Linked DNA regions of Mus musculus: region 1 is linked to region 2. A link is a contact called in public Hi-C data. All regions are on one chromosome and are shown on one strand. Each heading gives the region's core, a stretch centred on a gene start, on an enhancer-like site or on the middle of the called end of the contact. The rest is flanking DNA. Distances are from core to core; before and after follow the strand shown. Region 1 overlaps Rhof (ras homolog family member F (in filopodia)). Region 2 overlaps Kdm2b (lysine (K)-specific demethylase 2B).

Region 1 (6,868 bases), core at 2,133-4,632, 160 kb before region 2:
CCCTCTCTCGCAGCACTACGCCCCGTCGGTGTTTGAGAAGTACACGGCTAGTGTGACAGTGGGTAACAAGGAGGTGACCCTGAACCTCTACGACACGGCTGGTGAGTGCACCAGAGCACACAGGCTCCCTGTGGTCATTCCCAAGGTTTCCCCTGCCTTCTGGGGCATTTCCTTCATGACACCCTAACAGGCCAGGTCCCTGCAGGATGCTGGCTGGCTGGGAGGCTCTGGAAGCCAAAAGGACCCTGGCCATCTCAGCTTTAAGTGGAGGTGATAGATTGAGGTGAACTCTGGACCCCCTTCCCCAGCATCCCCCACCCCCCAGCGCTAAGTACCATTCGTTCCCTAGCTATGTTCCTCTCCTGTGGTTCTAGGAAACGTGGGCTGTACTTCTACCTCCCAGGGCTGCAGAATTCGTTCCTTACTGTGTGTGGTCTTTGCTTTGAGTCCCCTGGGGGCTTGGATTCCAATTAGCTGTGTTCCCCAGCCCTATAATTTTAGTTTAGTGAGATCTGGATCAGGGCTGTGACTCCTGGATGCTGCGTATGGCTGGGCAGGTCTATGTGTTGGGACCCCCGAGGTCCTGTGTGAATGTATCTCTCTTCCTGTGCCCCTGGATTCTGGGATCCTAGAGCTCCAGTCTATTCTGTGGTTTCTTGGTCTTGGGCTGTGAAGAAACAGACGATTTGCGCTAAGGCTCTAAAGTCTGGCCAGGCAGTGGTGGCACGAGCACGCCTTTAGTCCCAGCACTTGGGAGGCAGAGGCAGGTGGATTTCTGAGTTTGAGGCCAGCCTGGTCTACAGAGTGAGTTCCAGGACAGCCAGGGCTGCACAGAGAAACCCTGTTTCAGGGGTGGGGGTGGGGGGAAGACTCTAAAGTCTGGATCAAAATAAGGCACTCTCTGCTACTGCCAGCACCTCCGAGAGGGAACTTCTGCTCATAGTCCACAAACGCAGTGGTTCCCTTTGGGATGTCATCAGCCTTTGCAGGGTAAAGGTTGGGCCAGGTGGAGCCTCACCCATCTCTGTGACTCAGTGTTTAGTGACGGGTGGAACCACGTCATTGAGTGCCCCTTCCCTGCTAGTCCACCCCTGCATGTGTGACAGTCGCTGATCTTAGTTGGACCCCAAACCCAGGCACTCTCTCCACCCTTCTGGAGAAGATCAGGAGGGGGAGGTCACCACCTCAGGTCTTTATCTCATTCTAGTAATGGGCAGGTTCTATTGGAGAGACACCCAACACCTCTGAGTGACCAGTGGAGGCTCCCCGCCCATCTCTTCCAACCCCAGGTATATGAGGAAGGAATTCCTGAGGTGTGGCTTAGATAGCAGTAAGTCTGTCTGGAAAACCCACTTTCACATGCCTCTTATTAGGAACCAAGGAGGGGCAGAACCATTGACCGCACTTTGAGGCACGTTCTGGCTGAACAGTCATTGCATACCGCCCCACAGGAGAGGCCAGGAAGTCTGTTTTTCCCTCCCTCTGCCATCAGTCTTTCTTCTCACATCCCAGAGTTCCCTGTTCAGGAAAGCCCCCACCCCCTGCACCCCACCTACCCCCCAGCACCAGACCAGAGCAGAGACCATTTTGGGCATTTCTTGGAACAAAAAAAGATGCTCAGTAGACATGTTGGGCAGCGGTGTCCTGTGAGGGTGAGGGCTCAGAGAGCTGCTACCAGGTGGAAGGATGAGTTTGTCCCAGGAGGCTGTGGAGAGATGGAGGGAGAGCCCAGTGGCCGTCATCAGGAGGTTGTGAGGATTGCTTGGTGTAATGATCTTGTCTATGACTTTCTGCTTCGTGTGTGGAAACAGACCGAGAGAGACTCTGACTTGAGTTCACTGGTTGTGCCACTGAAGGCTTCTGAGCCTCATTTTCATCTTTCCTCAGAGCTAAGAGTCAAGGGAATTAAATCAAATTCCATACACACAGCAGCGCAGGGACTGGCTCTTGGGCTGCTCAGCATATACCGTTCTTTAGACTTCTTTGTTTTGTGCTAGGGCTGGAAATCAGGCTCTTATGCATAACTAAGGTCTACCCTGAGCTACATCCCCAGGCCCTCCATCTGAGTGAGTCTGTCTGTCTGAGACAGGGTCTCTGTTCCTCTTCCTAGCCTCAAAACATCCTGAGTAGCCCACCCTGCCCTCTGATGCTACCTCAGCCTCCTGAGGTATGCACCACCACACATGGCTCTGGCCCCATCTCTTTCTGCAGGAAATCTAGACGGGCCACACACACTTTTCTGATGGAGAATCTAGATGGGCCCTCAAGAATGTCCCTCGGTGACTAGGGAAATTCTAATGGCAGGAGGAAATTCCCTGGCCAGAGAGCAGTGTGCTTGTGAGGCTGGGTCATTCCTCTCGTGTGTGCACAGGGTTTGTCCGGAGGAGGCTCTAGAAGATTCTGTGGAATAAATGAATTCATCATTGGCGAGATGAGTCAGCTCTACCTGTGGCTGCCTCTTGGGCTAATGTGGGGGAAAATGACGGTCAGTAACTGTCTAGACTAGAGAAAAGGGGAGGCTTAAGGGGGTGAGATCAATGACTGAGTTAGAGATGAATCTAGAAAGTGCCATAGAAAGTTCTAGAACTGGGGAGAGCAGCCTGCCTTTCCAGTCAGCTGTGATCAGAATTACGGGACAGGAATGACCCCCCAAAGTTGAATTTTCTTCTAAACCCAAAACGGAACGCTAGGTCCATGCCCACAGGGCCCATATGGAAGGCCCCTGTGGCTACTTGTCCCCATCCTGCGGAAGTAGTCAGAGTCACCCCAGCCCTTTACTGAGCACTGGGTGCTCAAGAGGTAGAGGGGGTGGGGCCACAGCACTCACAGCTCCAGTAGCCTCCCCTGAGCCCTGACATCTTCAGACAGGAAGCTGTGGTGAGGCTGGGGAGGTTCCTGGGCAGAGGGGTGGTGTCATGGTGGGGTTGTTTGGACACCATCCAAAGGCTCTCATCTAGTACCGGAGGGACACAGAGGTTTGGGGAGCTATGTGCAAGAGAATCAGTAGGAGAAAAGTGTGTGTGGCAGGTTGGGAGGGGGGCGTCAGGAGCTGCTAAGACAAGGGATCAGGACAAGACAGGGGCTGTGGATCCTGGAGTAAGTCAAGTCAGGGACCATGGGCTAAGGTCAGGCTGGGACTTCCCCGACTCTTCCTGTCCCCAGGGAGAAAAGGGGGTGGGAGTGGGCTAGCTGAGCGACTCAACTCAGCAGCTTCCCCTTCTCATGCTGCCACCACCCTTCTCTAAGCAATGCTTTAGTCAAAACAGCTCACCTCCCGCAGTGTAAATGCCCCTCCTACAGATCTGGGGAGCACTGCTCGCCAGTCTTCAACTCAGCTCTGGGACTTAGGAGCCCTGTCCCGGAAAAGGAACCCAGCTGTCAAGGGGACGCCCCCACTTCACAGAGGAAATGTGTCGGGTGGAGTGACAGCCTCACTTCCACCTGCCCCACAGACTTCGAGACTTGAGAGCTCAGGCCCACAGCCTCCTTCCTTACTAGAACCAAGGGCATGCTGGCAGCCTTCTGTGACTTTTCATCTTTAATAGACCAACCTAGTGGGTTAGAATCGCACCCAAGTCATTAACCTGTGCCCAGCCCCAAAGTCTTTTTGGTTTACAAATCAACATATACCTCAAATCCACACTCTCCCAGATGAAGAAATGGAGGCTTAGGAAGAAAAGACTCAGGCCCCTGGTTGTGCACCTCAGTAGGGCAGCAGTAACTAACTAAATTCCTTGTCTTTTGTTTGTTTTTTTAATTATTTATTTTATGTACGTGACTACACTCCACCTGTCCCATTACAGAAGGTTGTGAGCCACCATGTGATTGCTGGGATTTGAACTCAGGACCTCTGGATGAGTTGTCAGTTCTCTTAACTGCTGAGCCATCTCTCTAGTCCTTGTTTTGTTGTTTGTTTGTTTGTTTGTTTGTTTGAGACAGGGTTTCTCTGTGTGTAGCTCTGGCTGTCCTGGAACTCAATCTGTAGATCAGACTGGCCTTGAATTCAAAGATTGGCTGCCTCTGCCTCCTCTGCCTCTCTGCCTCTGCCCAGCTCAAATTCCTTATCTTATTCCTTATTCAGTGTAGGACCCACACTGAATCCTACGAAAAATCAGGCCAGGCAGAATCAAGCCCGAGAAGCAAATAGTGTCTAAGCCAGTTCCCCGTTTCCTCCCCGGTGCTCCCAATTTCATGAGACAGCTGTTTGTGCCTCTGTTTTCCCCAGCAACCTTGTTAGGACTGGGGTGTTGTCCTAATTTAGTATACTGTTGCTGTAACAAAAACAGTTATCAAAAGCAACTTTGTGGGGAGAAAGGGCTTCTTTGATTTATAGCCCATCTTTGAGAAGCCAATGCAGGCACTCCAGACAGAAACTAGCTCGGTGTGGCGACCCCCACCAGAACATTGTTTCATTACTACTTCATAACTATGATTTTGCTACTGTTAGGAATCGTATGTAACTGTTAGGAATCGTAACGTAGATATCCGACACGCAGGATATCTGATCTTTGTGAAAAGGTTGGTTAGCCCTCAGGGGGGTCGCAACACAGGTTGTGAAACACTGACCGAGAGGCAGGCACTGAAGCAGAGAGCTCAGAGGAGAGCTACTTACAGGTTTCCTTAGCTACCTTTCTTACCTAACCCAGGACCACCGCTCAGGGGTGGCACCACCCAAAGTGTGTTTATCCCACCTCCACAGTTAGCAATCAAGATAACGCACCGCACCCCAGACATGCCTGCGGGCCCATCTGATGCAGACAAGTGACAATTGAGGTTCTTTCTTCTCAGATGTGTCAAGTTGACAACCTAGATTAGCTGTTGTTACTGGTGCTTAGAATGAAGCTTTCTCCCTGCCTTCTGGGGGTAGGCTGAACAAAACAAAACAAAATAAAACAAAACAAAACACCTTTTATGACAGAGTCTGTCTAGCTGTGAGGGATAAGGCATTTCCATTGTCTGCGTCTTGGTTTCTCGGGCTAGGCGACAGTGAGGGCCTAACTTGTATGGTTGTTGTGCAGAGTGGTAAATTTGCCTGATAAATTGTGTGTGTGGAGACAGCTCAGTGGTGTGGAGTGTATACTTCATTTGCAGATGACCTGAGCCTGTTCACAGCACACATGCCAAATGTAAGTCCGGATTTGGGAGAGCTAGTACTCCCATGGGCACCCACTTTCTCAAGTTCATAGATCACTTTATTGATGCACGAATTTATATAAAATTAAAAATTTTTATTTTTTATTTTTTTCTGAGGCAGGGTTTCTCTGTGTAGCCCTGGCCGACCTGGAACTTACTTTGTAGACCAGGCTGGCCAGGAACTCAGAAATCCGACTGCTTCTGCCTGCCTCTGCCTGCCTCTGCCTGCCTCTGCCTCCCTAGTGCTGAGATTAAAGGCGTGCGCCACCACACCCGGCTTAAATTTTATTTTAAAAAGCATTTTGAACAAGTTAGGCATTCACAGATGAATATTACTATCTGTCCACATCTCTGTAATTGCCAAGTCTCCCCTGCTCTTACAGCTCCATTTCACAGATAAGAAAACTGAATGTGGGGTTCAGTCCTAGTGGGGAGGCCTTTGTGGACACGCTGGGTGCTTTTTAGAACAGCTGGGGCAGGCAGCCGACATTGGCAGGGGGGACGAAGCTATTTGGTACTGCAGTTTTACAGAGTGCCCAACTGTGACCTTGACAGACTTGCTCTCCTGAGTCACCTCGTGGGTGCTGCTTGAATTAGCACAGATCAGGAAGCGGAAAACCAACGCCAAAGGGCTCTGTGGGCACCGGGCTGGACTTAGCTTTTTCCATTTGGTCGCTGAATTTCTACTGTGCTCACCTCACTTCCAAGACATGCGCAACGACCCCCTCCCTGGGAAGGAAACAAAAGTCGTCAGGACACTGTGCCATCAGATAATAAGATGTATCCTAAGGCAAAGCAAAGGAGAACCTTTGTAATGGGACAGACGGACACACCAAGAGGCCATTGGTTCAGGGTGGTCAAGAAAGGTTTCCTGGAGGTGGTGACATTTATGCTTAGGTAAGGAGGGAGAGAGAACCAGCCAGCTGCAACCTGTCGGGAGAACCTTCTGGAAGAGAGACCAGCAACAGCAGAGTGTGTGAACGAACACTCTTCAGCCCACTGTGGGTCAACTTCCTCCTACCTACAGCAACCTGACTCCGCCCACTTCCACCCAGCTCGCTCGCTCTCTCTCTCTCTCTCTCTCTCTCTTTAATGCAGTAGTGGAGTTGTATGTAGTTACTCTGTCCCACACACATCTCAGCCCTCATCTCTGCTGCTGCCACTTGAACCAAAGCAAGCCATCGATTAGCCACTACTTCCTGACTGGGCGGGGGGTGGGGCTGGGGTGGGGGGCGTGGGGTAGGGATTCTTAAAGGATACAAGTGGTAAACAGTGTGCCCTGTTTACCTGCGAGACTATGGAACCTGTGTGGAACAAGCAGGAGGAGACACACTTGGAAGAGCAGGGACGACCTATCAGTAGCATGCAGAGAAAGCACCAGCCAATACCTGGACCTCATTTTACAACTGGAGATGGTAGTCTCTAGACGAGTGGTTCTCAGCCTGGGTCGTGACCCCTTTTGGGTCCTGAAGTGTTCCTTTTATAACAGGGGTCACACCAGATATCCTGCATATCAGATATTTACACTGTGACTCATAACAGTATCAAAATTACAGTTATGAAGTTGCAGTGGAAATATATTTAGAGTTGGGGGTTACCACAGTATGAGGAACTGTGTTGAAGGGCCGCAGCATTAGGGAGGTTGAGAACCACTGCGCTAGGTAAATTTTTGGAAGAGAGTGTGTTTGTTACACCGGACATCACTCCTACCTGCACCTACAACTTTAGACGGCTA
Region 2 (6,396 bases), core at 2,995-5,494:
TGAACTTGTACATCGTGCTTGGGTTAGACCTTCCAAAGCTTTGTTTAAAATTGTAGACTTTGGGTCTGGGAAGATGGTTTAGTGGGTAAAGGCAATTATTGCCAAGCCTAATGACCTGAGTTCAATCCCCAGGACCCACTTGGCATAGACACATGTGTGCACGCGCGCGCGCGCACGCGCACACACACAGACAGAGGCAGGTACAAACACACATACGAGTGTACACACACATATTAAACACGATAAGAATTTTTTAATACAGACTTTTATTTGTTTGTTAATTATTTTATTATCTGACATGCTGGGGATTGAACCCGAGATCATTTGATACCATGCATAGGATTCACTGCCAGCAGCATCTTTTCCAGTTTTAAAAGGTTCTTTAGCCTTGTCCTGGTCCCACTTCCACAGTTTGTAAATGAGCACCGAGGACTGGCGCTCTGCCCGTCGAGTTGCTCAGATGGTCTATGGCCATCTGCTTCGGATTCGGGCTTTGATTTCAGCGCTTAGAAGACAAGGCTTTTGTTCCATTCCAGAGGAAAAGTGACTCGGGTGTGGGTGTAGACAATGTTTGGTTCTAGCTCTATTAAATTTGAGCACAGGACAGAAGTTAAGATAAGGACAAGTAGTGTGGGGAGTCCCAACTGTCCAGGACAGAAATGCAGGCCAGGGAGGGCACGAAGGCAGGAGCATTAAGAATTGTGATCCCAAGAAAAATTGGGATTTCGGATTCTTTCCCCAGTATCTTTTCTTCACCCATCTCACAGATTTGCTATGAAGTTAAATCCCTAATGGTTGTCAAATTCAAGGGAAACTACACACACTCTCCTAATGTTTCTTCCCACTATGAATTACTGTCCTGTAGGGGTTGCCCCTTAAATAATAAACACAAGTGTTTAGGTAGCGATAAAAGCACTGTAAACGGAATATAAGAGTCCACAGTGCTTTTACTGTATCAATGCTCCTGAACATCACTGCGAACATCACTGCCTAGCAACGGCACGCTGTAGGGTACCAGCCCTTCAGCTTCGTGATCACAGGGCTGAGTGGGAGCCTGGGCTGGCTGTTGCTGCCTTCCAGAAGTATCAGATTGCCTGGGAACAGATCAAAACTTAGAATACAAAGTATGTTTTTTTTTTTTTTTTAATGTGTTTTTCTTTTGCACTGCCATCAAGTAAAAAAAAGTCTTAAGTCTAGTCACTGTCAAGTTTCAGACTATCTTTAATAGCCATAGCCTTATCTACCACTGACAGAGGGATGCTATTATGTGTGTAGGGCCTCTCCTATCTTTTCTTTTTCCTGGTTTTAGGAACTGAACCCAGTGCCTTAAACTTGCTGGGAAAGTCGTCTACCCCTGACCTGTATACCTCTCCTCATGTCTGTTTTATAGATGCCAAAACCCAGGCTCAGGTCTGGCTGTATCTAGGTGCCAAGAATGTTAGTGAGTGTATGCAAACCCTAGTGCAACCATGTGAGAAAACACCCGAGGCTTCAGAGTAGTTTGTTCCTGACCAAGCAGCCAACAAGTAAAAGGCCCAAGACTGTGCTCGAACCTTCCTGAACACAGAGGGTTTTTGTTTCAATTTTTACCCTTTAAGCCCAGGATAGCCTTGAATTTGTGGTGGTCCTCCTGCCCCGGTTTCTGAAGTGCAGAGATTGCTCTCCTATGGTCTGTTTTTATAACCTCTGCACAAGTGTTGTTGCTGGCTCCCAGCCGTCATCTAGAAAACTTCCTTGTTGCTTTCTCTGATTTCCTTGACTGGTTGCATTTAGATTGGGTTTGTCTGTCTGGTTTGTGTCTTTTCTTTTTAACCTTTTAAATTTTATATGTTTGTGTGTATGCGTTTGGATATATGGAGGTCAGAGCAAAATTCTCTCTCTTATGTGGTGGATTCATTCCAAGGATCAAACTCGGATTGTCTGGTTTGACGGGAAATGCCTTTATCCATTGAGCTGCCTGGCCTGCCTTGGAATTATGTCTTTGGCATGGTGTCCAGAAAGGCAAGGATCTTGAGGCAGGGGGACAGTCCTGGAGAACATTTGCAGAGGTTTCAGGATGAGTGCACAGAAGATTTTGGATTTACCTTACTTTACAGATGACTAGATCTACGGAGACCTGTCCCGAGTCACACAGTATTGCCCTGGACTCATTTCCTACACTCTTCAGTTTGGAGCAGGGTCTTTCTGGGAGCCCCACTATTGGGCTTTTACCAAGTGCTTTTGATAATTCTATCAGGGCAAGAGGGTGGTCCTAGTATTCCCATTTTACAGATAGATGAGAAACCTGAGGCCCAAAGAGGTTTACCTGAGGCCTCACTTGGTGGAAACTGGAGCAGAGGAGGGTATGAACCCCTACTTAATGTCTCATTTGATAAATGTTACTCACGTGAGCTGCATGAGTGGGTACGTTGGAAGCAGCATAAAAACCAGCTCTGAAGCCTCCTGGTGATTAATAGTATGTCGGAGCTGTCATGTGGAACATATCTGCGTTGCTTCTAAAGGGTAGTGCTCATGAGAGTTTGGGGTCAGTTCCTATATGTGCTTCCTGTTAGCTTCAGTGTGACTTTGAGCAGCCTCCTTCTGGCTATGAGCTCAGGGCTCTTGGTACTGACTGAGGAGCCTTCATTCAGACCAGGGGCCACAGGGCTATGGATTGATTTCTGCAGCTGCAGTCGGTTGGGTTTGTCTGCCATGTGTGAGCCCAGCTAGCCCATGAGGCCCAGAGAGATGGGAGAGAGCAGAGGAATGGGGCCACTTATGAACTTCAGGCTTTGTTCTGGGTTAAAAAATTCCCCTGTAGCCCTTTGACTTGGGAACCTAAGGTCAGGTTTATAACATAGATGTACCTTGCTTGGGTTCCAGGGGCAGCCTGTCCTTGTCACCTGGTTCTAACTGTGACTCAGTTGCCTTTTCTGTCTCTTTGGACACTGTCCTTTCTGATGCTAAGACCCTTCCTCAGAGACTCAGCTCTTTTGCACTTGTGTCAGCCTGGGAAAAGGAAAAAAAAAAAATTATTATTTTTTGAGACAGGATCTCACTGTGTAGCACCTGATGGCCTCAAACTCTTTATCCTCTCGAGTGCTGGGGTTACAGGTGTGCAGCCAGCCAGCTCCGGCTGACTGACAGGTTGCCCTGTCCCCAGTGGCCCCTCAAGCCTCTCTTTATCCCTCCAATCCAACTTACCCCAGTCACACTGATGGGAAATGAGCTGAGTAATGGCGTATGTGGTATGTAGTGATGCAGTATGCCAGCCCTGAGAGAGGTCCTGCATGCGCGACCCCACTCAGTGGTTTTCCAAGGGAAATCCCAGGAATGTAGTCCTAATGCTGAGTCTGTCCTTCCTTGGCCCACTCAACCCCAGGCTGCTTGCTTTTTATCTATAGATCTGACTCGTGTACTCTTTGAAGAAGTAAAGTTAAGTCTATGTCTTTCCCTGGCAGGAGCTGGACCCAGGAATAGGGTTTGTGGTGCCTATGGGACCATAACCTTAACTAGGGCTCTTGGCATTGTCCCAGGTGTCCAGAGGCATCCAAGGTGCATTCTGGGGTGTGCCTTATATAGCTGTCTTGGAACTCCCTATATAGAGCAGGCTGGCTTCAAACTCAGAGATCTACCTGTCTCTGGCTCCCAAACATTGGGATTAATATTGTCCCATCCTCTGTGTAGTTTAGAGTAAGAAAGATTTTAATAATTTTTAGAGTATTGCATATAGCATATTTTCTTTGTTTGTTTGGTTTTTTTTATTGACATACGGTTTCTCTATGTAGCCCTGACTGCCTCTTCCTTCCAAGTGCTTGGATATAATGGCATATAATACCACACCCAGTTTTTGTCTTTGAGGCTGGGTCTCTCTTTGTAGCCCTGTATTTTATTTTATATTTTTGTTTGTTTGTTTATTTCATGCATATGACTGTCTTGCCTACATGGATGTTTGAGCTCCTTAACACATGTAGAGTCTAAGATTGGCCTGTACAGCTGAAGTGCAGCAGCCTCTGGGGCTCTGATGCTGATACTGTGTACCCCTCCTCTTAGGGAGAAACCCATCAGCTGGATCCTGAACAAAGCTAAGGTACAGGGCTGGACATAATAGGAAGCTGAAGAGGATTTGTGGATGCTTAGTAACAGGTTCTCTGCCCTGTGGAACTCTTAGGGAACTTGAGGGAGGCTGACCTGTTCCAGCCTCTTTGACTCGCATTGTGTCAAATGTGGCCTGAATCTTCAGCAAAGACCAGGGATGCCCCCTGGTGGATATGCACCTTCCCAGTGCAGGCACAAAGCGGCTTTCTCTTGGGTCCGCTTCCTGTCATCTTGAGGGCTGCACCTAGCTGCAGGAAACTGGAATCACTGGCGTCAAGGGTCATCTTTTCACCCTTAGCATGTGATAAAAATAGGCAGTGGCAGAGGTGGCATTTAGAGCCTGAGCCCAGGTGTAGCCTTGAATTAGCTTCAAATTCCAGCTCTGTGTACTGACTGCGCATGCTCGGGCAAGTTAGTTGTCCAAGTGTCCGGTCTCTTATGCGTCCAACAGTAATTGGATTTCCGACTCATAGAGCAGAGATGATGGGCGTGCCCGTGGAGGGGACAGGCCTTTGCTGAGGTGCTTGGCTTTGGCTGTAATTGGGAGAAAGAGCGCGTTCCTGGGAATGGAGTCAGCACACCACGCGTGGCCGTGCTTTGCTCGTTTGTAAAGCAGTCAGTCCTTCTTTTCATGGCTGTGAGTACCAGACCCCGAATCCAAGAGATATAAGAACTCTTGAGTTCTTCTGTGTGTTTGAGGAGTTCATTTTTTCTAACTCGGTTTCTTCTATGTGAGAGATCCCCCCTCCCTTTCACCATTATTGGGCCATTGGCCTGTTACAGGGCAGTTCTGCGCCCACCCAGGCACAGCTTGGCACGTTGAAAGTGATGAGCTGTTAACTTGAGTGGCACTCGGGTCCATCCAGAGCCCTGTTGGTGCAGGGGTCAGCAGACTTTACTCGGAAAGAACCGGAGAGCAAACATTTGATGCTTTGAGAGCGGGATTTGCTCTCGGTTGCAGATGCTCAGCTCTGCCACCATAGCTTGTGTGCGATTCAGAACCGCTGCCTGCTGCTTGGTGCCGAGCATGCTTCTGTGTGAATGTGGGAACTCAAGTTTCAATCGTGTTCACAATTGAGAGATGCTCTTTTATGTCTACCTCTGTATTTGGGAATGTAAATAGCGCTCCTCCAGGGATGGCGCTTATGGGCACTCAGAATGCTCAGTCGTTCAACATACGATCATTGCATGGTTTCCTGCAACACAAACGTCAAACAAAACGAGGGTGTCCCAAACCCCTGTAAAAGGATTGTTTACGTTTATACCCAGAACGTCAGGAAAACGCTGAAATCTGCAAGTGGTGCGCATGTGAAGGTAGGCTTTGAGCAGTTTGTGCTTTGAGACCTGAAGTCCCTATGAAGTTGTCCAAGCCAAAATACATGTGTGCTAGATGTGTCTGTGACAGGATCAAGTGTGCTTTCATTATTGCGGAACAGAAAATCCATCTGAAAGTGTTGAAGGCACACACAGCAACAGAAAGCAAGAGAAATATGAAGCTTTTATTCCACCCCAGAGACAGGGTTTCTCTGTGTAGCCCTGGCTGTCCTGGAACTCACTCTGTAGACCAGGCTGGCCTCGAACTCAGATCTGTCTCCCTCTGCCTCCTGAGTGCTGGGTGTAGCTGGCAATATGAAACTTTTTAATTAAAATAATAAAAAAATCAAGTCTTAGCCAAAAGGCAGAGACAGGTGAGTCTCTGTGAATTCAAAAGCAGTCAGAGCCACATGATGAGACCCTGGCTAAGAGAAGAGAAGAGAGGAGAGGAGGGGGAGGGAAGAGGGGAGGGAAGAGGGGAGGGGGAGGGAAGAGGGGAGGGAAGAGGGGAGGGAAGAGGAGGGGAGGGGAGGAGAGGGAGAGGGAGAGGGAGAGGGAGAGGGGAAAGTCAAAGGTTAATAATTAAAGAGCTGGGTATGGTTATGCACACCAGCATTTGATTTTTTCAAGACAGGGTCTCACTGTGTGGCTCTGGATGGCCTCGAACTCACTGAGATTTACCTGCCTCTGTGCTGGGATTAAAGATGTGTGCAACCACACCTGGCCTCATCATTTTGAGGCCAGCCTGGTCTTCATAGTAAGTTCTGGGGCTAGATAGGGATCTCTCTCTCTCTCTTTCTCTTTCTTTCTCTCTTTTTCTTTCTCTCTCTCTCAAGACGATCCTCTTCTTAAAAAGGAATAAACAAAGTCCAGAAAGCTGCAGAAGCAGGCATGGTGGGGTGCCTGTGTCACCCCAGGATCTAGGAGAGTAACGCAGGAAGTCTTGAGTTCAAGATCATGATCATTCTGGTCTATAAAGCAAGACCTATCTTTTAAAAAGGAAAT

Evidence for each region. A called contact is a pair of places that touch in the nucleus more often than the background predicts.
Region 1: a contact with region 2 is called in a Hi-C map of bone marrow-derived macrophages, with 4 times the contacts expected there. The contact joins two enhancer-like sites. A contact is called at or near these places in 1 of 39 promoter capture datasets (neural stem cells), 21 of 484 Hi-C or Micro-C datasets (the AML12 cell line, B cells, the C2C12 cell line and 15 more), 14 of 115 datasets of contacts at active chromatin or transcription factors (CD8 T cells, the HPC-7 cell line, bone marrow-derived dendritic cells and 10 more) and 3 of 9 other capture datasets (adipose tissue, liver and pancreatic islet).

Annotation. Positions count from the first base shown.
Region 1 is chr5:123,125,100-123,131,967 of GRCm38.p6, reverse strand. It overlaps Rhof (ras homolog family member F (in filopodia)), which reads left to right. Exons shown (of 5, transcript NM_175092.3): 2 at 14-101. Among named protein-coding and RNA genes, the nearest start is that of Rhof, 4.1 kb to the left of the region's middle. Within about 2 kb of position 3,382, at least 141 of the 459 cell types and tissues checked have an H3K27ac peak or open chromatin away from gene starts, as enhancers often do. A contact at or near this core is called in CD8 T cells, bone marrow-derived macrophages and trophoblast stem cells, where this site is marked.
Region 2 is chr5:122,966,384-122,972,779 of GRCm38.p6, reverse strand. All of the region lies in intron 4 of Kdm2b (lysine (K)-specific demethylase 2B), which reads left to right. Among named protein-coding and RNA genes, the nearest start is that of Kdm2b, 20 kb to the left of the region's middle. Within about 2 kb of position 4,244, at least 20 of the 459 cell types and tissues checked have an H3K27ac peak or open chromatin away from gene starts, as enhancers often do. A contact at or near this core is called in CD8 T cells, bone marrow-derived macrophages and trophoblast stem cells, where this site is marked.